2 separate regions of the Gossypium arboreum genome follow, and region 1 is linked to region 2. A link is a contact called in public Hi-C data. All regions are on one chromosome and are shown on one strand. The core of a region is the stretch at or near the end of the contact, and the rest is flanking DNA. Distances in the headings are between cores, read along the strand shown.

What was found. Hi-C and Micro-C count contacts between places; a contact is called where the count stands out from the background.
Region 1: a contact with region 2 is called in a Hi-C map of leaf, with 4 times the contacts expected there. The contact joins the promoter of LOC108466585 here to the promoter of LOC108466766 in region 2. A contact is called at or near these places in 2 of 5 Hi-C or Micro-C datasets (both in leaf).

What each region holds. Positions count from the first base shown.
Region 1 is chr2:68,319,013-68,324,413 of ASM2569848v2, reverse strand. LOC108466585 (actin-interacting protein 1-2) reads left to right here and starts at 3,466. Exons shown (of 7, transcript XM_053024967.1): 1 at 3,466-4,015; 2 at 4,165-4,326; 3 at 5,069-5,255. The coding sequence starts at 3,477.
Region 2 is chr2:68,154,300-68,159,581 of ASM2569848v2, reverse strand. LOC108466766 reads left to right here and starts at 3,360. Exons shown (of 1, transcript XM_017767135.2): 1 at 3,360-3,815. The coding sequence starts at 3,360. The coding sequence ends at 3,815.

The DNA of each region.
Region 1 (5,401 bases), core at 2,217-4,716, 160 kb before region 2:
CATTCTTTGGCGAAAATGTGTAGCTCTAACTCGTGCGCTGTATTTGTATTAAGAAAAGATAAGTTATAGTATTTCCCTAAAACATTAAAACTCATATTGAAAAGATGAGGTTATCCTTTACCCATTCTCACAACTTGTCTCTGCCAGTTTGCATTATTATAATCTCTATAGAAGTTAGCCGCTATGTGCCAGATGCAGTAAAGGGATCTCTGTGGCACACCGGAACATCTAATGGCGGCAATTAATCATTTCCCTCTATTGGAGATGATGCAACTATAATCATTGCTAATAACATACCTCCGTAGGTTTGTAAGGAAGAATTTCCACTATTCCATATTCTCTTTATCTACGATGGTAAATTCTATCGGGAGCACGTTCTTGTTCCCGTCTTGAGCAACTGCAAGAAGTAGGATCTATGTATATTTTCCGTATAGCTAGGTCTCATCTACTTGCTTGTAGTGGGGAAATGCGTGCACTTATGGATCAAACGTCTAGAACATCCGATGGAAAATTCTTTTTCCCGATTGTAGTTGGTTATCTGGGCTGTAATAAGGTCGTGTCTGTAACTCAATGACAGTTCCTAGCACGTACTCCTGTATAGCGGCTATCTATCCTTGTAACTCATTGTACGACGTATCGAAATCCCCGTACAATTACTCTATTGACATTTGTTTAGCTATCCACGCCTTTCGGTATGATACTCAATATTGGAATCGTGCCTGCATTTTAGCAATCAGTACCGAAACTTTAATGATTGGCATGTCCTTCACTATTGGCATGATACACGTACAGATAGTTTTAGAATCAAGTTTTTGATTATCTTCTATCATACGTGTTGACGTGCATGTGTGAGGCCCAACAAATTTTCATATCTCCTATATCTACAGTTTTTGAATAAATACGGCTCGTACCCATCAATTGCAGCCTTCCGTCGACTTCCAACACTCCCCAATATATAATGTCGATTTAGACACTGCGAATTTGTAGTCCACTGATATATTCATGCTATACTGCTTAATAGCAAATAAGCATTTTTCCTTACTTTTGAATCTCTGGCCCACGAATAACTCCTCAGGATCGGAATATACGGTCAAGAGATGAATAGGTAGTATTTTAGGGTACTCTAGGAACTTGGCTACGTGCGCCGCGTTGGGGTCTATGAGCGACATGTGTGCCCTAGGATTATTGTGTATTACAATACATCGAATAGGGTTCCCAGCTGAAGACACGTTAATATTTTCATTTTCATTCATGTCTTCGTTGTAAATATCATTAGGGACCCCGTCCACATCGGGATCACTATCACTATCGAACTCATGATTACAAGGATCACTATTGTCGTATCTATCATCACCAACCACATCAATATCAGGTGCAACATTAACATCAATATCGATCCCGCGTATAGTTGATTGACTATCAACTTATGATATTAGAGCCACCATACAAGGTTCTTGAGCTCTAAGTTCTTCACCTAATGCAATGAGATCTTCAGTTGGCTCCACACCAGCTAACTCAGCAAATAACTGAATTGGTGCATTTTGGTCACTCTGATTCCCACAATAAAGAGCGATCGTTGTCTCCATATTTTCATCGTCTACAAGTTTCATTTTGGTGAATCTAATGGGATCTGTTGAAACTGGAAACTTGAAGAAAAGTTTCGAAATCCTTCTCTCACAACATCTAACAATTTTTGCACTAATCTTTTCCTTCATATCATTGAACGAGACATTTCTATTAAATCTCATTGCTATTTGTTGGCGACATTCAAATATACATCCAACGGTTGTTGTCAAGATTGTTCAATCGAAATAAACGCATACGAAAAATTGATTATCCATCTTCAATACTCAACCTGTTAAAAAATAAATAAAAATTCTCAAAACAATTTCAAACAATAAAAAAAATACTTACATAAAAAATTTAATGAATAAAAAGAGACCAAAATTATATCAATATGCAATTTTTTCATTCATAAGCTCAAACTTTTTTAGTTCACGTTTTGTATATGAACGACATTTATCTTTACATTTAACCACTTATATTCATTTTACGTTTTCTTCCATCTCCGATCTTGTATCCTCCTTTAAGAAATTCTGTATATTAAATTTTGAATTCTCTTTAATTCATCTTCTACAATCCAATTTGGAAATTCCTTAGGATCTCTTCCTCTTCAATCTTTATAACGGGTATTGAATTTAAAAATTCTCTTGGTAATTTCCTAACAACTAATTTATCCATCCATGGTATGTCAAACACATTTTGCTTCTCAGTCAACTTTTGTGAACCTACATTTTGTCTCGCTATTTTCCTTGCTCCATAAGAGATTCCAATAGGTTCGTAGAACTAATGTCTTCCAAAGTTGGTCTAAAATTATTTGATGCTTCCATTCTATTAATGTCCCTCTAAGGGTTAAGTATTGCACTTTATTCTTTCTAATCAGTTCATGACCATTCCATAACACTTCTTGCACCTTTTGATTTACGATAATATGGTGTTGAATGATGTCTTCTTCTAGTTTCATTCTGTAATCTTGCAATTCTCTCATCATCTTATCAATTTTCTCCCTTTGTACTTACTAACAAAATAACTTTCAAATATATTAAAAATTTTAAAACATAACATTCATAACATAACAAATCACAATAAACCTTAAACAAATAATTAATCTAAACACAAAATTTACTAACAAAATAACTTAAAAATTAATATAAATTTACATTTATAATCTAACAAATCACAATAAACAAAATAACTTTAAAGCAAAACATAAAAATAACACTAAAAAACTATATAATACTAACAAAATATTTTTTCTCATCATAATCTATTCTATTTGAAAATAACAATAAAAATAAAATGCATTTTCTTTCTTTCTTTCTTCTCTTTTCTTTTTTTCTTTCTTCTCCCCTTCTTCTTCCTTATGTTCTGCTATTTTTTTAACAGATATTTAGTATTGAACCGAATTGGGTGGGGGGAATTTGGTACTAGTGCCTCCTATTAGATAGGCACCATACCCCTGCATTACATCCGTATAAAAATACGGGTTCTATACTATTCCGGTACAAATGTGGTGATGCCTATCAAGTAGGCACCACTATTAAAATATTTTTTGTTTTCAGTCAAACATGTCTGATTTTTAAGGTGGTGCCTCCTATGCAGCACCCTCCACTTGCTTGGATGTACCATTTTGATAAATAATCTATCTGACATACCATTTAAGTATTTTTTTAATTTTATAATATATAGATAAAAAAGCCCAACAATGTCCGTATTGCAAACTTTTTGTTTTCTATGTCAAAATAAAATTTTACAAAAATGGAATGACCAACTACATAGTTTACCCAAAATCATATACAAATTAAAAATAAAAATTCTAAATAATATATATTTTCGGAGTTAAAATAAAAAATAAAAAAAACCGAGGAATTATGTAAACACTAAAAATGGCAACTTCGTACGATGAAGTGAAGCAAATGTCTAAAAAAAACAACAAAATCAGCGACCAACTCGTTCAAAAAGCTCCCACCTCAATTCCCGCACTTTTCCTTCCAACTAAAATCCTCCAAAACAGTCTCTTTGCCAATCACACACACACACACACACACACACACACACACACACAAATGGCTCTCATTGAAACCTATGCCTGCGCCCCTTCCACGGAACGAGGCCGTGGAATTCTAATCTCCGGCGATCCCAAAACCAACTCCATCCTTTACTGCAACGCAAGATCCGTTTTCATTCGTTACCTTGACCGCCCTCTTCACGTCGCCGTTTATGGAGATCACAGCTATCCCGTCACTGTCGCTCGTTACTCCCCCAACGGCGAGTGGATTGCCTCCGCTGACGTCTCTGGAATTATACGAATCTGGGGTACTCATAACGACTTCGTTTTGAAGAATGAGTTCAAGGTCCTTTCCGGTCGGATCGATGATCTACAGTGGTCCCCTGATGGCTTAAGGATCGTTGCCTGTGGCGATGGCAAAGGAAAGTCCTTTGTTCGCGCTTTTATGTCAGTACTCCTTATTCTACCTCTTCTATTCCTCTCTTTTTTATAGTACAATTTCTGTTTCATAATCTAAGACTGTCGCTTGAGTAAAATCAAGAGAATATGAAAATAGTTAGATTTTTATTAGAGTTTCTGTGATGTTGAATTTAAAGGTGGGATTCGGGGTCAACAGTGGGGGACTTTGATGGCCACTCGAAGAGGGTGCTAAGCTGTCATTTTAAACCGACGAGGCCATTTCGAATTGCAAGTTGTGGAGAAGATTTCTTGGTGAATTTTTATGAAGGTCCACCCTTTAAGTTCAAGTTATCTCACAGGTAGATAATACTGTTTTCAATTGCTCTTATCATTTATTAGGCGTTACATTTACCTGATATTTTTACTTTTTCGTTTCCCTTAGTGGAAAATGAGTAATCAAAAGTAGCAATTAAAAATATGAGAACAATAATGATAAACAAAAAATAAAATAACTAATCAGACGAACCCTAAATTTCTCAAGTAGAATGCCTTGGTCTTAGTGAGGAAGACATTTCATTGATGGTTTGTTCTTGCTTTCATTATTCATATGTTCATGCATGTTTTATGGCGGTCACAAAAGCTATGGCCGGGGTGTCTCAGGAACATAAATTAAATTTGTCAATGATGTAAATAAAGATGCATTTTCAGTACCCGCATCAATCAGATACATGCATTGCTACTTGTTATAACTATTTAACGCTTCATTTCGAGAATAATCTTCTACTCAATCTTAAGATTTGCCTAAACTGAAAAGTGTGCACTGTTTGATTTTAATAGAGACTAACAAAAATGAAAAGAGTATTTCTTGCTCTTATCTTTCCAACTACACAAGAGTCTATATTTATAGACAAGATATTAAAGCTGCTAATCTGTTCAACAAACCAACTTCTTTAACAGCTTTTTAACAGCTAACTTCTTTAACAGTCTAACTTCACAACTGCTTAGGAAAGTATGAGTTTCATTAGGAAAATAGTATTCCACTGGTTCTTAAGATTTATGTTAGTTTTAGGGTTATTCAAGGAATTGTTTTATGATGTGCAGGGAGCATGCAAATTTTGTCAACTGCATTAGATTTTCCCCAGATGGCAGCAAACTAATTAGCGTAAGCTCAGATAAGAAGGGTATAATATATGATGCAAAGACTGGCGAAACAATGGGGCAGTTGTCCAGTGAAGATGGTCATACAGGTAGCATTTATGCTGTTAGCTGGAGTGGAGATGGTAAACATGTAAGCATCTAGTTGAGTATTTTATTTAGTTGTTTTGATAAGGACCATGCCCTGTCAATGCAATTATGCTTCTGACATTACTCTCGCTTTTGTGAAACTTCTCTAACCCAAATGCAAGTTAACAGCTTCGGCTTGGTTTCATTATT
Region 2 (5,282 bases), core at 2,111-4,610:
ACCTCGACCTCTTCCGCGAGATGATCTACCATTGCCCCTGTAGTGTGGCCTGATACTCCTATCAGACTGACCGCAACTACTACCACCAGAATCATGATACTGAACAACATTAACTTGTAAAGACATGGTAGAAACTAGATCTGGTTGTCGGGTTTCACAATCAGTTAGCATTTCAATAAGAAGTTCAAGAGGAATACTCATTACAGATGCTACAATACGAATTGACTCAGACTCCACTGGCAAGCTTGCAAGAATGATACTAATTTATTCTTGCTCAGAAAGAACACTACCAGCAGCCACAAGAGTGTCACACAGATTTTTAATCTTGGCCAGATATTCTTTAATGGTCAGCTGACCTTTTTTTTTAGAATAAAGGGAATGTCTCAAAGTAGAAATCGTCAGAGTAGACTTAGAAGCAAAGCGAATAACAACAGTACTCCATACATCAAAGCTAGATCGAGCATCAGTGAGATGAACAAGAACATCATCACAAATGGTGGACAAAAGCCAGGAAGCTAACAATTTATCTTGTTGTTTATGAAACAAGAAGTGAGGATTGGGGATAAGATTACCATTGCTATCAACAATCGACTGTGGAGGAACACTAACAATGCCAAGAATAAAACTATACAGCCCATAGCCTTTAAGGATCAACAAAACTTATTGTTTCCATAAACGAAAATTGTGCTCTCCAAGTTTTACAGTGTCATGTTTAGGAAATTGTTGAATCTTTTTCAAAACACCAGGAGTCGAACTAGGAGAAGAACCACCTGCTGGAACACTTGAGTTGATGCACTGTCGATTTTCATCATCATCACCAGAAACGACCTCTGTTGCCATGAGAGAACACTAAAAATAAATTTTTAAGGCTTAGATACCATGTTGAGATTCATGAAAACTATTCATGTTGACTGAAAAATAATCTTTTATTGATATTAAACCAGATATCAAACTCTGGTATATATACACAAGCTACCAAGACTAGTTACAACAACCTTAACTACCATAACTATTACTGCTAACTACTAACTGTTTTAAACTGTTAACTACCACAATAGTTTTTTTCCTTAACACTCCTACATTAGCAACAATGCCTATGCCAATCGAGCTAAGACTCATTTGACGTTTAAGCTTGTTTATTAAGTGAACCGAATGTAAACAAAGTTTGGTTGGTTTGTTTGTTCATAAACAAACACGTTGATGTTCACTTAAATCTCATTTAATAAATTATTTTAAGTGTATTTAAAACTCATTTACTATTCAGTTATCGTATAATTAATAATATTATTATAGTTTCAAGTGCTTATTCTATTTATATTAAAATTATTAATATTCATATTTAATTATTTTATATCTAAAAGATAATATGTATGTTTATTTATTGTTTGTTAGTTTATTATTCATTAATATCATTTGTAAATGTGTTCAATTATATGTTCATAAACTTTTCAATTAACTTACAGGAAGAAACACAAATTATTATATAAATGACCACAAACATTATTTTAAAACTTTTAACGATCACGAACCAAACATTAAAAAACTTAAAAATAAATAAACAAACATGAAAATAGGCTGGCTGGGGGAAGAGAGGGAGGGAGGGAAGGAGAGGGGGATAATTTTTATTTTAAATAATACTAATATATTTTTATTTAACTTTTTCAAATTTCTAGTCAAATTAATATAAATTATATTTTTAAAGACACGTGCCACTTCTTGATTGGTTGCAAAGATTTTTTTTAACGGATTTAATGAGAAGGGTAACATTAGTTATATACCTGACTTAACCAAAAGAAAAAAGAATCTAATTCAAATAAAGAGTATAGTTTAAGGGCCTCTTATTGGAGGCGGATCAGTTTCGAGGGAATGGATACTCTAAGATAGACAAGAAAAATTGAATTTGATTAATTCAACTTATAAGATTTTGGAACAATTAGAAAATTACAAAAATGAAACCATTTATTTTGAACAACAAAGAGCGATTAATCAAGTCCGACAACGGGTTTTCCAACAAGCTTTACAAGGAGCTCTAGGAACTCTGAATAGTTCTTTAAACAACGAGTTACATTTACGCACCGTCTGTTTTTTCTGTCTTATCGCATCCATTTTCTTTGAATTCTATTTGAATATTGCTCGTGTATAAAATAGAAATTCGTTGATATTTCAATAGATTCTTTTCTTTTCTTTTCTTTTTTTTTTTTGTTATACTCTAGTCAATCAAATCTGTTGAATTATTGTTCAATTAAGCCTTTAATTATTTATAATTAGATTTTTAATATTGAATTTTCTTCTCATCAACATAACTTTTTACGTGCTATAAAAATTGATAATATCATGATAAATAATTGGAGTGCATTTAATATTATTAATATGACGTATTTACTTATTTAAATTTAATTTTAATCACAATTTAAACTTTTTTATTTTAATTTCATACATATGACATATGGTTAATATTAATTTTGAACACTACATTTCATTATTTATTATATGTTATTTTTAAATGTATAATTGTCTTCTAAATACATAATTTTTACAAGCATACCTGTACGATAAATTTTTTATTTATTTTTATATATTTTAAATATAATATGTTTAAAAATTTCGATTAATATTTACTCATAATTAATAGATGGGTATTTGTTCATAATACAAAATAAATTAAATATAAAAAGTATCCTGCGGTTCTCAAGAGTAAAATGGATGTTAGATACGTTCATTACTACTATTTGTTTTAGATTTATATTTTTAATTATTTAAAATATATAAAAATATGAAATGACGAATCTGTTATCATTATAATATTAGAGGTTAAATATAAAATTAGTATTTAAATTTATTCAGTTTTTTAAATTAATACCTGTAATTTTTTTATCTCAAATTAGTATTTGAATTTTGTTCCATCACCTAAATCGATATCTAAGTAGTAATTTGAAAAAAAAAACTATAAATACTAATACGAAAGAAGTGGAAAAAATTAGGTATTAATTTTATATTTAATGTTAAAAGAAAAAGGTGAATAAAGGAATTAAATATAAAAGGGCAGGAAGAGTAGGTGTAAGAGAGAGGGATTAAAAATTGCATGAAAATGATGAAGATACAAGTGGACGCGGTGTGATTGGCGCCGCCCCCACAGGCTACGCACGTACATTCCCATTTCTTACTACAGAATCTTCCAATTAAAAATCGAGTGTCCCACACGTTATCTTACCTTTCTTCCAAATCAATCTCTAAATTCCAGGATTTTGACTCAATAACGGTCCTTCACCATCATCTTTCCTCTATAAATACTCTTTAGTTTTTTTCTTCCCAAAATCATTGCGCCACTTATTCCAGAGATAACTTCACGTCCAAAAACCATGCAAGCTACTACTTCTTGTCTTTCTAAGTCCTCAGCTTCAGCTCCTCCACCACAACATCGCTTCTCCAGCGACCTAATAGGCGGGAGAAAGGGTTTGGGAGGGGCAAAGACGGCAAATGTCAAAGTAATGGCTTCAAAAAGATCATCAGGGCCATCTAGTCACAATTTCGACGGGAAGCTAGTGGATGAGAGCATGATAGTGTTGAGAAAGCGAATTCAGGAGATGCAGAGGGTGGAGAAGAGTTATGAGCCTCCCCAGCATTGGATGGAGTGGGAGAAACAATACAAGAAAGAAAAGTACGACCTCGATGTTTACCAAGCTGTGGGGAGCTTGCAATCCAAGCTCATGGAAACCAGGCCTGCCGTTGCTTTGGGGATGGCTCTTCTTCTTCTCTTTACCTTACCAACTTCAATCGCCGCACTTCTCTTTCATCTTATCCCTAATTCCCTATGATCATATACATCTAAATTTGTTACTTCTAATTCAAAATGTTGCAATCTTCATACTCTTCTTACAGTGGTTCATCTTATTATAATTATTAGAGTTTTAAGATATTGAGCACTCTAGTTAAATTTAGTGAGTTCAAATTTTATTTTATATGTATGGGTTTTGTTGTATTATATTTTAATTATTCATCAATTTAAATTATATATTAGTATGATTTTATTTTATAGTTGTTCATGCATACATGTATAATCATATTTTATAAAAGAACTTTCGTAAAAAGAAAATTTTCCTTATTATTTTAGTCTTTTAATTTTTCAAATTAAATCTTTGTTTTAACGAAAGCGATATTGATATTTAAATTGAATATTAGTAGCAACTTTTGCAACATTATACTATAATTTTTATTTAAATTTTAACGTCTAATTATATTTTGACCAATGTGCGTGGACAAAATATATTAAAATTGGAATCCAAGTAATTTGAGAGTGAGGTTTTATGCATATGTGATAAATTTAAAGCTGTCTGAGGCATCCGAGACCGAGATAAATGAGTAGTTTAATTGATGGCAAAGTTGAAGACGGGATGAGAGATGTGAGTGTGACCGACAAATGATTTGATAGAGTAATTGACCTCAATCCTTGGAACTTGGGCCGGAGTCGGTGATGCTATTTTTTTTATTACTTATCTTGATTTGTGTTTTTTTCTGGGTATTAATTAAATAGTAATTTAGACGGAGTTGTAAGTTTTGTAGCTCAAATCTAGACCTCGTACCAAAAAAAGAAACTACCTATTCAATCGAACCTATAAAATGGGTCAATCACTAATTTTCAACTCCAGAATTTTTATTTATATCAAACAATTTATATATTTAGCCCAAAGCTTAAATACTCAAACATAAAGCCCAAGAATCAAACCCATGTGAAGAAGACCAATGATTCTGACCCAAAAGCCTTGCCTCCCCTATGGAGAATGCTTTGCTTTTTTTTTTCCCAAGCGTTTTGGTTTGGAGCTAGCTTTTCTTATCAAGTAATTTCCAAGACAACTTGGCTAGGAAGGCTTGCTTCATATTAGCAACTCGTCTAAAACTCAAGCTTCCATGTGATTTAGGTGGAGTAAGAGCTTCCCAATTATTTCAATGATTTTTCATCACTATGCTACCACTAGAAGTCTTTAGAAACTTTAATCAATTTGCGCATAAATGTAGTCGGGCGCTTTAAAGCATGACAAATAGTAAATGAAAATACTTGACATCTTAGAATGCAAGTGTGTAAAAGTATAAGGAGGACTTAAAAAAGCCACCCTTAATCTTAGCCCTTAAGGTTCTCCTTATTGAAACCAAGATATTTCTCAATATTGTTAGGCCTATAGCATTGGAGTTTCGAGAAGGGATGAAACCCATGGCTTGCTGTACTATGGAGTATATGGTTCCAAAGGAAGGAACCTTCTTTAAAGAAGACCAACCTGTGAGAAAGT